2 separate regions of the Capra hircus genome follow, and region 2 is linked to region 1. Evidence: chromatin contacts called from public Hi-C data. All regions are on one chromosome and are shown on one strand. Each heading gives the region's core, a stretch centred on a gene start, on an enhancer-like site or on the middle of the called end of the contact. The rest is flanking DNA. Distances are from core to core; before and after follow the strand shown.

Region 1 (2,700 bases), core at 133-2,632:
AAGAAAGGCAGCATTGGAAAACAATCAAGGGGACTGAGGAGAGGCCCCATGCCAAGGGGAGGTATCTAACCATCTCTCTCCCCCATGTCTCTAGCAGAAGCAGCAGCTGCCCCAACTGCGGCTCCTGGCCCTGCCCAGCCTGGGCATGTGTCCCCAACACCAGCCACCACATCCCCTGGTGAGAAGGGTGAGGCAGGCACCCCAGTGCCTGCAGGCACCACTGCGGCTGCCATCCCCCGGCGCCATGCCCCCTTGGAGCAGCTGGTTCGTCAAGGTTCCTTCCGTGGGTTCCCAGCACTCAGCCAGAAGAACTCGCCCTTCAAACGGCAGCTGAGCCTACGGCTGAATGAGCTGCCATCCACGCTGCAGCGCCGCACTGACTTCCAGGTGAAGGGCACAGGTGAGCCCAGGACTCAGCAAGAAGGAACATTGGGATCAATGCCCCTGACTGTTCTGAGCAACAGATAGGGAAGAGGTGATACACATCACGATTGATTAGCACAGTGTGCCACTGGCAAAGGAAAGGTGGAACGCATCATGATCAATTAGCAATGTCTGCCATCAGTCTGGGCAAGGAGAGAGGAAGTGTAAGCTGTGATCCATTAGCAATGTCTGCTACGGGTAAGGGATAGCACAAAGGTAGCTCAAGTCATGATCAGTTAGTACTGTCTGCTGTAGTTAGGGACAGGACAGAGGTGGCATACATAATGATTGACGAAAACTTCCGTGGGCAGGGGAGAGGAGAGCAGCTGGGCCCGGATGGCATGCTGTTGCTCAGGAGACTGAAGCACCATAGGCTAATGTGTCCTTCCAAGCTTTTGACCAGTACAGCCATGAGATGCAGGTGAAGGATACAGGTTCAGAGGAATGTCTGTTTAGGGCAGGGAGAACAGAGTGATGGCAGACATCACGGTCTCCTTACAGTGTCTGGCATGAACAAGAAAAGAGAGTAAGGTGGCACACCACATGATTAATTACCAAAATTTGTTTTGGGCAAGCAAGAAGAGAGAGCAGGATCGTTACATTTTGCTCAAGAGATGAATCCCAGGATTTGGCTTATGGAAGCAGGAGACGAAGGGCACAAGTAGCCTGGGGATCATGGAATCAGGGAGCACAGTGACAGATTCGTCATGTTGCTTGTGGATAAAGGACTGTGGGAGGCAGGACCCATTGTTACTGATTAGACATGCCTTCCTGGGAGAGTGACAAGGCAAAAGGTAGTGTGTCATCATTGATTAGCAATGTCTGCCACCCTGGTGATAGGAGAGAGGCAATACAAATGTCCTTTTTTGTTGGAGGAAAGATGGAATTACCAGTCCTTTCTTACAGCATTTGGCCAGTAGAGCCTTGAGGTCTTGCCAGGTGAGGGGTAAAGTGAGCAAACAGTTTAACGGGAGAAAAGCATCGTGTTTGATTACTAATGTCTGCCATGGACCAAGAAAAGGAGAGAGACTGCATATGTCATGATTTAAAAACAACGTCTGCCATGGGGAAGAGAGAAGAGAGGTGGCATGGAACTGTGTTTTGCCCGAGGGAGACAGGCTGGAGGGTTGCCTTTCCTCCCAGCTGTCAGTGAAGTCATGCGGTCTGGCTCGCTCTCCTGTTACCATATGCCAGATCTGTGACACCTCCCCCTTATGGCCCCTGGGATTGGTGTGGGAGGTGTTGATCTGTATCCAAGAGGCTGGGCTAGTCCAAAAGGTGACTGCAGAGCAGGTGCCAACGCTTGTTGGGAATGACGCACGCTCACTCCATATCCTGCAGCTCACTCCCGTGTCCTGCACACACCCTCGCATTTGCTGTCTTCATTAAGCAGCCTGCCAGTAAGCACACCCCCAGGGCTCTCACATCTGCTCTCTGAGGGGGCAGACACCCCAGACTTCATGTGGAGGCCTCGAGTGCCTGTAGCCAATTGCACACTTGCTTGGATGTGACTTGCTACCCAGAAATTTCATAGACTCACATAGATGTCCCACTCTGCTGCGGGTATCATGCTCGGAAGTCACACACTTAGAGAGAGATGCAACCGAAAGTCACACACGCACACACAGAAGTTGCAGAACCAGGTGTGACCATTATACACACTTAGAAAACACATAATCAATACAAACTGTTATATATAAAACAGATAACCAAGGCCCTGCTGTATAGCACAGGGAACTATTAATATATTCAATATCCAGTAATAAACCATAATGGAAAAGAATATGAAAAAGAATTCACACACACATATATACATGGATGTATGTATAACTGAATCACTCTGCTGTCACACACTGCTTGACTCTCGTACCAGTCAGGTGTGACACACACACGTGCACAGTCATTTTTGTGGCCATGGCCGCTTGGCTACTGCAGAGTGAGTGCGCTGACACACACACCTTGTGAGGGCCACCCGCAGGGCTGGGGCCAAGGGCAGGGCCTGCTCACTGACCTCCGTCCTTTCCTGACCTCCCAGTGCCTGAGATGGAGCCGCCTGGGGCCAGTGACAGCGACAGCATCAGTGCCCTCTGCACGCAGATCAGCTCGTCGTTCGCCAGTGCTGGAGCCCCGGCATCAGGGCCCCCGCCGGCCCCTACAGGTAGATGCCGCCCTTCCCCTGAGCCAGAGCCCTGCAGTGCTGCTCCCGCCTCCCCCTGCTTCTTTCAGGACCACTGCAGAGACTCTGGGAATCTTGGAATCCCACAAGCTTGGAACCCT
Region 2 (2,700 bases), core at 133-2,632, 100 kb before region 1:
AGCCAAAGTGCCGGCTGAGCTGGATGGCGTGGCTGGCCGAATGCATGCCCCAACCCTGGAGGACCGAGAGCACCCGCCCTGCACCAACACTGTGCTGCACGAGATCCAGCGTTTCATCAGCATGGTGCCCTTCGGGCTCCCGCGTGCTCTCACCTGCAACACTACTTCCTGCCCAAGGTGCCCATTGAGTCTGGGGATCCTGCACAGGAACGGGGAGGGCCTATCAGCGGGTCTGAGCGTTCACTGCTGATGCACAAATGATTCCTTGCGTTGGCTTCTAACTGGGGTCTTTTTTGAGTAACCTTGGCACATCACCCCAGGGCACCTTTGTGATTCCTCTGCTTGTCTACACACTGGGTCCCCACCCAATTCAAGAACCCAGAATGCTTAAACCCCACCAACTTCCTAACGACCAGGGCGAGTTCCAGAGCAACAACGCCTTCATGCCCTTTGTCCTAGGTCTGGGCTGGGCAGGGAGGGGACCGGTCAGGACATGCCCTGGCATGCATGGGTTTCTCACTCCATACCCGTGTCCCCAGGAAAGCAGATGTGCCTGGGTGCAGGCCTGGCCCCAACCGAGATCTTCCTCACCTCCATTCTACTGCGGTTCTTCCTGCTCCCTGTGGGGAGCCACTCCGACACAGACCTCACCCGGCAGTGCACTGGCCCGGGCAACGTGCCCCCAGCCTTCCAGCTCCGCCTCGTGGCCCGCTGAAGGCAGATTCAGCTCAGCTCACTGGCTCTCAGAACTCCTTACCCTCTTCGGTCAATAAAGGCCTGAACTGCAGATGGAGGACTCTTTTCAAAAAGAGGTAGCAAGAGAGTCAGCTGTATGCAGCTCTGAGGTAAACTTTTATTTCTTGGCTGATAGGACTTGCACACCCATGCTCCTCCCAGCACCTTTATCCTGCCCAAGCAGTGGCAGCCTAGTCCAAAAGGTGCCATGGTTGACAGGGGTTAGGGAGTCACTTCACATTCCAGGCTGGAGGTGTGGGGGGCTTGGGGATATTCCCCCACAAACCTTTCCCAGCAAGAGGCCATGACTCACCCCAACCCCAGATCCTGCGTCCTGGCAGGAGGTGGCGATGCCTCCTTCCAGCTCTCCAAACCTGAGAGGGGCATGACCAGACAGGGCAGGACACAGGCCCCCAGCTCCAGTAACGGAAGGCCCCAACACTGGCTCCTGTCCAGGTCACAACCCCCGTCCCCATCCCAGGGCAGTAGAGGTCTCTCCTCCTCCTTGGTCCTCAGCAATGGACGGAGCCCTCCACACCAGGCAGGATGGAGGCAAAGTCAGAAGCAGTGGTGGTGGCGGGGAAGGAGCAGGCACCGAGACGGGCAGCACCAGGGCCCAGGGCTCTCCTGAAGCCAGGGCAAGCTGTCTGTCCATGCAGCTCTGGGACTGGCCACTAGGTGGGCGTAGTCGGCTGTGACACGGGCACTTGGACACCTTTCTGTCCTGATGCTGGGGAGGAAGAGGGACAGGGGATTGAGTCATCGGGAAGGAACAGAGGCCAAGGGAAACTGGGAAGATTGGGAGAGTATCAGAAGAGAGGGGCTCATGCTGGGGACACCAGGTGAGTCAACTGTCTAGGGAAAGCAGGCAAAGATGGGGAAAAACGAGCTGCAAGGTTCAGTGACTTCAGATTCATCAAGAGATGATGAGATTCATCAGAGATTGATGAGACAGCTTGAGGCCTAAAGAAGTACATGGAACAGGAAGGACTTAAGAGGCGGAGTCACCATTTGGGAAGCAGGTACCTAGCTGATACTTGTCTTTGGCTGCTGCTCGCTCCTTGGCATCAAAATACCAGACAGTGATGGCGTACCTGGGGACCAAAGCAGCCCCAGAGGGCCATTAGAGATCACACTTGATCCCACCCACTATCTCCACCGTCAGCCGCCCCCCCCCAGCCCCGCCCTCCGTCTTGGCATCCCCTCACTTCCTAGTCGCTCCAGGGGTCTGACAAGACTGCTAGCGCAGGCAGAGTAGCTGGGCACATCCCCAGAAATATGGATCCTACCTGGTGGCATAGGCTGGTTTCACCTCATGGGGGTTCCGCCGATCAGACCAGAAAATGAGCAGCCGGTCGAAGAGAGGCTCAATGTTGGCTACCACGGGCCGGCCCTCAGGGAATATCTGCAGCAGGCCGCCATGCACCTGAGGGCGGCCCAGAGGATGAGGCAGGAGGCTGGCCAGCACTGCCTGGAGCCCCGCCTCCCCTTGCACAGCCACACAGCCCCCAAGGGCCCGCCAGGGGGCATAGTAACTGCACGTATCACTCCCTCCCACCACTCAGACTCTGAAAATGAATGACAACCCAGGGTCTGCATCACCATGGAAACGGGCAGGAAGCTACTAAAGACGACAGGAAATGGGGCGGGGGAAGTGCTCCTTAGGCTGGGGGCTGGGCAGACTGCACCATTACCCAACACCAGGAGCCACCACCACACAGGCAGCTGGAAGGAGGTGCCATTTCCAGGAAGGGCCCCTAAAAGATTACAACGCCCCCCAGTGGGTTGAGAAGAGGACCGGGACCATACGAGCAGCTGAGCGGGGAGAGGAAAAGCCTCTGGGTGAACGCCGCCCCAGCCCACCATCCTACCTTGACGTCCCAGTTCTGATTCAGGTAATAGATACAGGTGATGCAGCGCCCGTCGCCATGGGGATTGTCCACGTGTCTCACGTACCCCAGCCCG

Evidence for each region. Hi-C and Micro-C count contacts between places; a contact is called where the count stands out from the background.
Region 2: a contact with region 1 is called in a Hi-C map of blood, with 9 times the contacts expected there. The contact joins two enhancer-like sites. A contact is called at or near these places in 4 of 5 Hi-C or Micro-C datasets (blood and liver).

What each region holds. Positions count from the first base shown.
Region 1 is chr18:50,844,998-50,847,697 of ARS1.2, reverse strand. NUMBL (numb-like protein) reads left to right here. Exons shown (of 10, transcript XM_018062436.1): 8 at 98-400; 9 at 2,459-2,581. Among named protein-coding and RNA genes, the nearest start is that of NUMBL, 20 kb to the left of the region's middle. Within about 2 kb of position 1,382, at least 4 of the 5 cell types and tissues checked have an H3K27ac peak or open chromatin away from gene starts, as enhancers often do.
Region 2 is chr18:50,948,138-50,950,837 of ARS1.2, reverse strand. EGLN2 (egl nine homolog 2) reads right to left here. Exons shown (of 6, transcript XM_018062448.1): 3 at 2,607-2,700; 4 at 2,025-2,161; 5 at 1,762-1,829; 6 at 832-1,465. The coding sequence ends at 1,410. Among named protein-coding and RNA genes, the nearest start is that of EGLN2, 8.7 kb to the right of the region's middle. Within about 2 kb of position 1,382, at least 4 of the 5 cell types and tissues checked have an H3K27ac peak or open chromatin away from gene starts, as enhancers often do.